2 separate regions of the Capsicum annuum genome follow, and region 1 is linked to region 2. The links are chromatin contacts, called in public Hi-C maps. All regions are on one chromosome and are shown on one strand. The core of a region is the stretch at or near the end of the contact, and the rest is flanking DNA. Distances in the headings are between cores, read along the strand shown.

The links. Hi-C and Micro-C count contacts between places; a contact is called where the count stands out from the background.
Region 1: a contact with region 2 is called in a Hi-C map of bud, with 3 times the contacts expected there. The contact joins the enhancer-like site here to the promoter of LOC107870960 in region 2. A contact is called at or near these places in 3 of 5 Hi-C or Micro-C datasets (bud, leaf and pericarp).

The regions. Positions count from the first base shown.
Region 1 is chr5:177,141,072-177,146,409 of UCD10Xv1.1, forward strand. No RefSeq gene overlaps it. Among protein-coding and RNA genes, the nearest start is that of LOC124898559, 140 kb to the left of the region's middle. Within about 2 kb of position 1,985, at least 3 of the 5 cell types and tissues checked have an H3K27ac peak or open chromatin away from gene starts, as enhancers often do. A contact at or near this core is called in bud and leaf, where this site is marked.
Region 2 is chr5:176,716,898-176,722,153 of UCD10Xv1.1, forward strand. LOC107870960 (potassium channel SKOR) reads right to left here and starts at 1,620. Exons shown (of 15, transcript XM_047413274.1): 1 at 1,357-1,620; 2 at 915-1,262. The coding sequence starts at 1,150.

The DNA.
Region 1 (5,338 bases), core at 735-3,234, 420 kb after region 2:
CTATTTCATCCAGCGTCAATGTCTTAGGTGATAATTGTAGGAAAGATTGCTTTCCCAAAAATGTATGCTCCCTTGATTTCAGAAAGAATGACCTACTTTATTTTTTAGTTTCAAATAAAAGGACCCGTCCCCTTTTTATCAACTTTAATTTCAACTTTCCACATGACACGTTTAAGACCACAAGGTTAAAGAGCATTTTGGTACATTTGACATATCTTTAATTTAAGATCACAAGATTCAAAGTTTTTTTTTTTTTTTAAAACTTCGTGACAAGTTAAAATAGGTCATTCTTTTTGAAACGGAGGGAGTATTGCCAAACTTGTATAGCTTCAAAGAGAGGAGGCGTTTAACATAAGGATTTTTCCTTTCCAGACAAAATTTCCATCCAAATGATCAAATTGAATGGTCAATCAACTTGGCATCATATCTGGAAAAAGAAGACAGGAGCACTTGAACTTATCAAGTCAAACACCTTTTTATCCTTTCTAGCTTTTATCGAACAAAAGTCATGCACAAGATCATGAATGTGGTAAGTCAGTCCCTGCGACTTTCATCTCACCATGTTCTACAAGTGATGAGTGCTGATTGTGGATGGTGTTAGACCAAGATTCCCAAAGTTTTTTAACTCCTTTTCTGGTTTCCTGCAGCTCAGCACATACCTGCTGAAAGTTTGGATTCCCCAGCTGTCTCTATTCTTTTCACAACCATATAGTATCGCACAAACAGGATGCTTGCTAGACAGACTTCCATCTTTTCACGAGATAAACTTGGACTTATGAAACAGGGTTACCACCCTGCAAGTATATCAAGCTCATTCATACCATACATCACAAAAATTTCAGTGATCAAGCATGGGTAAAACAGTCAATAACCTATATGCATGGTAGATCCAGCAAACTTCACCTTGAATCACCTTCGCAAGGGCATCTATCAACATCAACCAAACACGGTCTTTAGCTATCAGTGAACCGCCTGGCAAATCATTATAGGAAGTGTTTATGATCGGATACCACTGTGGTTTTGAACCCAGAGAAGAAAGAACTTCTCTAATCTGCTTATTTTAGGCTTCTAGCAGAAATTCCTCTCGTTCAATGTCCTCCAGTCCCAACTACGCATTTATCACCTTACTAGTAAAATCAATGTGTAACTTCAATCTGTGGTTCCTTTTTAGGCCCTGTCCTAGCTCTTGACGATTGAAGTATAATTTCAGTTGAAGGAGCATTTCAGAAAACTGCAAATCATAGCAATAGAGGAAGGCTTCAGTACAAGCGATCAAACAAATAATCTCAAAACATATAACAGTATCCACAACGATCATTCAGCAACCAGTAGCATCAGCTGAAAAAAAGTAAGGTGACCGCTCTGCAGTGCCTAAAGAATATGTTCAGCTGTTCAGACATGTAGTAACAACACATATTAAGTAATCAACACATTCCAACAATATGAAATTCAATATGCAGACTTAAAACAACAACAACAGCATACCCAGTATAATCCCACGGGTGGGTCTGGGAAGGGTAGAGTGTATGCAGACCTTATCCTACCTCGTGAGGTTGGGACCCTCGGCTCAAGTAAAGCATTTCAAAGCAATTTGAAGAAGAAAATACAAAAGCAAAGAAGACATGACAATTAATATGGAAAGTAGTACATAGCATTCAGAAGAGAAAAAGATAGTAACCTAAACAACAATAGATAGCGTGATGACCTAAGACTATAAACAATAGGCTGTAACAGAAATCAAGAAGAATAAACTACAGGAATAACGTTAATAATACTAGTGCGATGACCTAAGCACTATAAACAATGGGCTGTAACAGAAATCAAAGAAGAATAATCTACAAGAATAATGTTAATAATACATTCAAAAAGCAGACTTCTTAAAGTAAAATGTACATACATCCTGAATAAGCAATTTATGAATATTGAATATCTTCCACCACCCAAGAGATTTTAATTTAAGAACAGAGCAGTCAATATGAAACCACAAATATTTTAGTCATCAAGTTTCCTTTTCTTTAGGGTACTCTCAGAACAGATCCAGCGGAGACAGGGTCGGAAAATCATGATCAAATAGGGACAGTAACATCATAAAATTTATTATCAAGTATAAAGCTATCACCAAACCAAAATTTCACAATATGCCCTTTTTCTTCAACAAAATCCATTTTTAAGCAATATTTAGTAAGCATTTGGCGATGAAAATCAAAAAAAATAATTCACTTTATTTGGAACTAGAATAGGTATCCGTGCAATATTTTTAAAAAATAAGTAATTAGAAATGTTATCTTATTAATTTGAAATAATAAATTAACTTTTATTATATCACATTAATATATTTTAAATTAATATATTAAATATATTTTATAATAAATAATTCATAAAATTACATAGTTCAATTAATTTAGTTAAACTATGTATTCTCCCTTCACCACCACCGCGCCACCCCATCCTTCTTCCATCCTCTCAGCCTCTCCCTCCACACAATCCCACAATCAAATCATATGGAAAAAAATGACGAACTATATAATTATCAAAAGAAAAAAAAATTGACCAATATTTTTCTTTATTGCATTATTCACTATCTAATATTATTCGATTGTTAATATTGACTTTTATTAACTTATCAAATTGCTTAATATAATTATCAAGTGTTTTTCTTATTAATATAAAATTATATATTTATGTTTTTTAATCATGTATTTTCTATTTTTCTTCAATATAAAATGTATGGATAGTAATTTGTCTATCATCTAATTTCAGTTAATTTCTTTATTGAAATTATTTTATTTAATTTATGCATTATATTCTCAAAGTTAATTCAAAATCCTTATTCCTCATCAATATTTGTAAAAAAAAAAAAATACTGCATTTTAGTTATTTTCTTCAGAATACATTTTTGTTACAATTCATAGGCAATTGTGCTTTTTTCTCTTACATTTAAAAATATAAGATACTGAATTTAAATCTAGGTTACATAAATTTTTATATTTTAATGTTCATTTAATTTGTTGTTTATTGATGCTTTACGTGGCATACAAAATTTAAAATTTTACTTGTTATGATTTAAAAAATGCATTCTCATTTAACATATTAATTGTATTATACTGCTACTACTACACATACTAAGTACTGCTGCTAATACACCTATATATTATGTACTACCACTACTGCTACTATTTATTACCATTAGTAGTAGTATTATATTCTTGTATTTCATTTAATATTTCAATAAATTACATTTAGATGTATTTTATAAAATACATCTAACAATTAAATGTACCTACAATTTTAAAAAAAAAATTATAAGTTCATCTTTGAGAAGATATTGTATCTGCAATTCAAATTTAAAAATTAGAATTCAATTAGAACTCTTTAGTATGATAGCTAACTACTCCTAATATGTAATTTCATATACTTTTAGTCTACCTTTAATCTTGTTTTTAAACCAAATAACTCTCTTAACTTGAATATTCGACTTCCTCTCCTCCTCCACTCACCTTAGTTGAAGATTTTAGATACCTTTTTCTACTTATCAACAATTTTTTTATTCTTTTTAATATTATATAATGTTCTTCTCTTTTAATATATATTATGAACTTATATACACTTATAAAACAAATAAATTTACTTATTAAATAAGTATGAGATACATAATTTTTCATACATATTAAATGTTAGAAAGATAAAATAAGTGAGCACAATAATATTTTAGTTGGAATGATTTTTTTGTATAAGTAATTTTGACAATAGTATTAATAATACAAAATTTTATTTACATATTTGATAATGAAACAAAATCAAAAACTATTTGCCCCCCCCCCCCCCCCCGCCGCCCCCTAGAAAACCCACCAAAAAGAAAAAGAGAATCAAAATTAAATATTTTTAATTCTTTTTAAAATTTTTAAATTTAAATTTAAATATTTCAAATCTTTTAAATTCAAATACTATCACAAGTTTATTAAAAGAAGATTAATGTATTATTTCTTTATTCTTATTTTTATTTAAAAATATATATATTATCTTATAAGTTATATAATTAAATTGAGATAAATATTTAAGATAAGTGATGATGATAATAATAAAGTAGTAGTAGTAATAGTAGTACTTGTTGTTTTTATACTGCTACTACTAAAACTATCACTACCCTAGTATAGTTTTTAATTAATTTTTTCTAGGTTACACTTTATAAGTAATTAAGTCTTCCTCTCTTATATTCCAAAATATAAAGTACTGAATACAAATTCAAACTAGTTGATTTTTATATTATAATGTTCATGCGATTTGTTCGTTTATCGAGATTTTAGTTGTGTGATTTAAAAATATAAACAACAAAAAAAATTAGCAAATATTTTTTATATATAAATATAAATTTGTAAGTAAAATCATGAAAAGAATAAATCAATTGCAATATTTAAATGCATTTAAATATTTTTTTATAACCTTCTTAGAAGAGAGTGGATATGTAATTGTGATAGAGAAATATATTAAGACAAATAAAAATGATATAATAATATTTGAACACATACAAATATTTGAATTCATTCTTTACACAAATGGTCCGATAAATCTTCTTTGTATATTTTGACTCTCAATTGTACTTGTTGATTTCTCAAATATTCATTTTACATTTTGGAGAGATTTACATGCATAAGATTTGTGAAAATTCCAGCTTCCTTAGATACTTGCATTTGTGGCAAAAGATAAATATAATGTTAATCACAAAAATAATAAAATTACTATAAAATGAAATCCAGTATGAGAACATACCTTTCTAATTTATTCAAAGAAATTTGATGAGCATTACCTATTATTTTCTTTATCCATGGTAAGTACATTTGTTTCAAAAGACAAATATAATGTTAATCATAAATAACGCTAAAATAATTCAAAACTAAATCAACCATGAAAAATATATATCGATGATTAATAAAAAAAATCTGATGAACATTACCTGTAATCGTTTTAACCATGGTAGATATATATATCTGTGACAAATAAATATAATGTTAATCATAAATAACAATAAAAAAATATAAAAGATAAGTTAAGCATCAACATACGTTGATAGTTATTCAAAGAAATTTGATGAGCACTATTACCTAAAATCTTTTTATCCATTGTAGAAATTTGACAAAAAATATTAAAACACAATTTGTAAAAATTTTTCTTTAATTTTATATATTAATAATATGATTGTATCTTGGTTTGTTCTACTTTTTCTGATAATGAATTTGAAATACATCGATATATATTTATAGTAATGTTGTCGTTTTTGAATTACAAATAAATAATGATAAAGAGTTGGGATAACATTATTTTAAATTCAAATTCAAATTAA
Region 2 (5,256 bases), core at 370-2,869:
GATCTAATCGTATAAACATACAAGTTTATAATTTTTAGCACAAAAAGAAACACGAGAATCGATTTTCATATCTAGAATTTGATTTTTGTATTTTCGAGTTTTGTAAAAATTTTGAAGACACTAAAAAGTGATATATATATATATATATATATAGTTATCGATTCACCCAATAATCCAATATTAAAAATTGAAATCCAAATAATTATTTTTTTTTATAAAATCATTAAAATCCCTTAATCTAAAAATTCTATATCAATAAATCAATAACATTTTTTAAAATTAAATTTATTGATCGATTCGACATTTTCAAATTCATAATGTGTAAAAATAAGATCCAATTCTGCCTGTAATTTATATGAACTAGCACATTGACAGTTAAAAGAACTTGGGTGACCATGAAAATTATACTCGACTTCAGAAACAATCAAAATCATGTTTTCAATTTTTTTTACTCTTTCAAAACATTTTTTATAAAATGTTTTATAAAATAACATTTAAATTTTAAATGTTTATTACAAAAACTAGGACAAACACAATTTCAATTTCAAACTTAAAAATTGCATGAATCTTCTTTTTTTTTTTCTTTTTCTGATTTACATGGCCAAACTCCCACTAAATTAAATGAACACAAATATTGCCATTCTGAGATAATTTTTCAGTTTTCTTTTCTCATCAACTTTACTTCTTTATAATCTTCTAATTAAAAATAATTCAAGTTCCGCTACCGCCCCTTCTAATCAAGGATGAAAATCTCTTCTATTCCGCTACAAAATCTAGTTAAACTAGAAGGAGGGAGATTAAACAATACTTTCTCTATATGAAAATATTTGTTTATTATATTAAAAATGGATGTCAAGTTAATAAATTATTTATCTTTTTTATCTATTTTATATTTTTATTATCTAGAAGCGTACCTGTCATCTGGATAAACGATGAAACCTTGAGAAAGGCCTTTGAGGCCATTGATGACGTTTTCCCTGCTAAACCTCGAATTAGTTGAATCAGTTGCTAGCTCGTTCTCCATCATGGCCAATCGACTGCTACTTCTCAATGATTTCATACTATCTCTGAAATCCTCCATCTTATACTCTCTTGGTGATGAATCTCTTCCATTCCTCTCTTCCTCTAATTCTCTCCTCATAAAAGACATCTTCACAAACACACACTAAATTTCACGAATCTCAGAAACACAAAATCAGTTTATTTTGGACTGATTTCTCTGTGTATCTGCTGAAACTGAATCGGATTTCTTTGAATTTTACCTAGAAAACAGAAGCAAAATTCAAAAATTCAGCTAATTTGGATTGAGTTCAATGTGTATACGCGGAAGTTGAATCGAATTTCTGTGAATTTTACCGTTACTTCTGTGTGTATGCAGAAATTGAATCATTTTTGTCCGTTACTCTAATGCTTTTCAAGGTAAACACAAAATCATCAGGAAGATTCAACTTATTTGGATTGATTTCTCTGTGTGTATCAGATACTTCGTTGATTTTCTTCGAATTTTACTATGTCCGATTGTCCGTGACTGTTCTTCTTCTCTCACGTAAAAACAAAATCACCAGAATTTTTCGGAAATTCTGCTAATTTTGCTTGATTTTCTGTTTTTACAGAAACTGAACGAATTTTCTCCCCAATGTCATCAAATCCGTTGACTGATGAGTGATGATCTTTAGCTTCGTTGTATTGAACTTCTGGAAGGATACAAATGAATTCGTAGTAGCTAAAGAGAGAGAAATACACTGAATATCAATGGGATAATGTTGATTTCACGAGAAATTTCAAGTGAAAATTGATGAATCTATGGCTATTTGGATAGACAAGCGTGAGATGCAGGACAAAGAGACGGTGGAACAGGGAGAGAGGAGGGAAGGTATTTATAAGAAACTCAAAACTCTACCGCAGTTACTCCCTCCCCCAACCGTAGTTGTGCATACTTGTACATAGTTTAACAAACATTTAATGCAAAATAAATTTAAATAAATAAATTATTCATTAATTTTTCAAACTAAATAAATATTATTCGATATTTATTTTTAGTATAATAAACAAATAAAAATAGATAAAAAAATTATATTTTATGAACAAAATTATTACCACCGGTTATAATCCTAGAAAATAGGGTATATGAAATATTGAAGGTATTCCGATCTTATTTCTAGCTATTACTTATTTTATGCAATAATAATGTTATTTAGTAAATATAATCCCACAAAATAAAATATCTGAAATATAGAAGGCATATCTATTTTATCTCTAGAAATAAAATAGAAATATTATTTTTAACATACAATCCACTCAATGAAATATAACCCAAAATAAGTCAAAAATTTAATGCATTAAAATTTCTGTCATGAGTAAGATGTGGAGAAGCATCTAGTCGTAAATTCAAATTACCTATAAATATTACTTTTGTTTTATTTAGGAAAAGAATATCATCAACTTTTTCTTTTTTTCTTAAAATATACTTGTCATCTCAAAATCTTTCTCTCTTTTATTTGGAATCATTAAATTTTTTTATTGTTTATTTTATAAATGTATAACTTATAAAACTTATTTAATTAAAGTTTTGTCCTAATTTTTTTTTTAAATTACAGATGATATATTAATCATTGAAGATTAATCTAATTACACCAAAAGCTTAGTTTATTTTATTTGATATGTAATCTTCAAAGTTTCTTTTATTTACTTATTTATTTCACCACCTAATAATAGTTTTGAAATACAAGTACTTATACGAATTGACACTATAATTTTTTTTGTCGTTTATTTTGTATACTAAAAAATCTTAAATGTAAAAGAAATAAAACGATAAATTTTATATTTTAGACATTAAGTTTGATATTTATATGAGAATAACAGAATAAAATCTTCTTTTGTTGAAGGAAAGAAAAATTATGTAGTCTTGAAACAAATTAAAATTTTTAAGAAATATTAACAAAATCATATCTTCTTTAGTACTATTCCAAATGGATTTTTTAAATATTACTCCATCAATTATTCTTTGCTTTAGATGGATTTAGAATAGAGTACGGATATAAATTAGTGTTTAATTGTATAATAAAATAAAATAAAATATAAATTGATCACAAAAAAAGTGAAGAAACTAAATTAAAAATAATAGTTTTTTTAATAAATTTATGTTTTATCTTACGAATTTAATGATTTATTTATGGGCAATTCTTTGTAAAAAATCTGCAAAAAAAAAATCATCTTTTCACTATATATTTACCAAAATTATCTTGCATAAAAATTGCAAGTAATCTATGTCCAAATTAAATTTTTCAAGTAATAATACATATTAAATTTTATTTATTGAATTTTGTTTGGCAACAAAAAAATCGTAGGTTTGCCATCAATACTTTTAAATAACAAATTATATTATTTTATTCTCTATTACTCTATATTTGAAGGAAATATAATATTTTTGGATTATATTAATCCAAAAACTCTTTTGTGTAATTTCAAAAGTAGATTTTATTCTTTTATTCTCATGTAAATAACAAATTTAATGTCTAAAATATGAAATCGATCGCTTTATTTCTTTTAGATTTTAAGAATCTTTAATATATAAAATAAATAATTAAAAAAATTAAAAGAGTACCAAATTTTGTGAGTACTTGAATTTTAAATATTATTTAGTGGTGAAATAAATAAGTTAATAAAAGAAAAATTTGAAAAGTACATATCAAATAAAATAATTCAAGCTTTTGGTGTAATTAAATTAATCTTCAATGATTGGTATATCATGTATATTTAAAAAAAAATTAGGATAAAACTTTAGTTAAATTAGTTTGATGAGTTAAATAGATCTATTTATCCAAAAAAAAGAAATTTTAATGACATGAAATTTCAAGTAAGAGAGAGAGGCTTTTGAGGTGTTAAGTATATTTTAAGAAAAATAAAAAAAGTTAAATAATATTCTTATCCTAAATAAAATAAAAATAATATTTATAGACAATTTCTTAAATAAGAGTGACCATCTAGGAAATTTACTCTCGTTTCATCTTATGCGTTAAATAATCTGAACTGTAGTAAATTAAAAATGGTTTGACGTTACGTGTATACCATACAGTTGTAGCTAAGCTGATGTAATAAGCATACAGTTGTACTCGTAGAAAAATAAAATATTGAGTGTGTCTAAGATTTGATTGGACAAAACATTATATTAGTTGTATATTTATTGAAAACAAATATAGGCATTAATTAAGTACTCTTTTCGTTTGAATTTATTTTCACTTATTTTTTAATTTGATATTTTAGATAGGTTAAAAAAATCATATTTTATTCATAACATTATTTACTTATTCTAAACTATTTTTCAATTCTTATTATTAAATATCAATTAATAGAATAATATTATAAACTTGCTATAGTAATCATTATTTTTTGAATAAATATATCATGTTAAAAATAACAAGTAAAATAAAGAGAGAAAGAATAATATATAAATGCATCAAGTTATCAACATTGTCCTCGTTGCTAACAATTAAATGAGAGGTGGTCATGAGATCGTACTTATCATAATAATTTAATTGTAATTAACTTTTAAATAATTTGATAATTTTAAAACGATGATAAACATAACTCCAACTAATAATAATTGTGAAAATGACTTTCTAGACCTCTGTATAATGACAGTTTTGTAAGTTGATATTTCTACTTACATGTTTGTCATCTGGACTTTTGAATCCATCAAAAAGTAATATTTTGCACCCTTTGACTGTTGACCTGGTCATGGTGATTCGGACAAAGAGAGTGTAGCCACTCCCCTGGGGGTGCGAGTGGGGGTTAATTTTTGGCCAATTTTACATTAAAATAATTTAAAAAATAAAAAAATATTAAAATTTAAAAAAAAATTAAAAAGGGTCCTTTTTTTCCTCCATCTTTTTAAATTTAAAAATATTTTTAAAAATTTTAAAAAAATAAAAAGGGGTCCTTTTTTTTCCTTCATCTTTTGAAATTTAAAAATATTTTAAAAATTTAAAAATAATTTAAATTTTTTTTAAAAAAATTTTAAAAAATAAATATATATTTTTCCCTCCCTACCCCAGCCCGTCCCCACTCCCACACCCCACCCTACCCCCATCCTCCCCACCCCACCCCAACACCTGCCTAGCCCTTTCCCCCCCCCCCCCCCACAGCCTACCCCGCCCCATCTTCCCCCACCCAGCCCCGTCCCCACCCCCTCACACCTCACCAGCCCCGTCCAGCCCCTCTCCACCCCACCCCTAGCCCCCATACCCCTCCTATCCC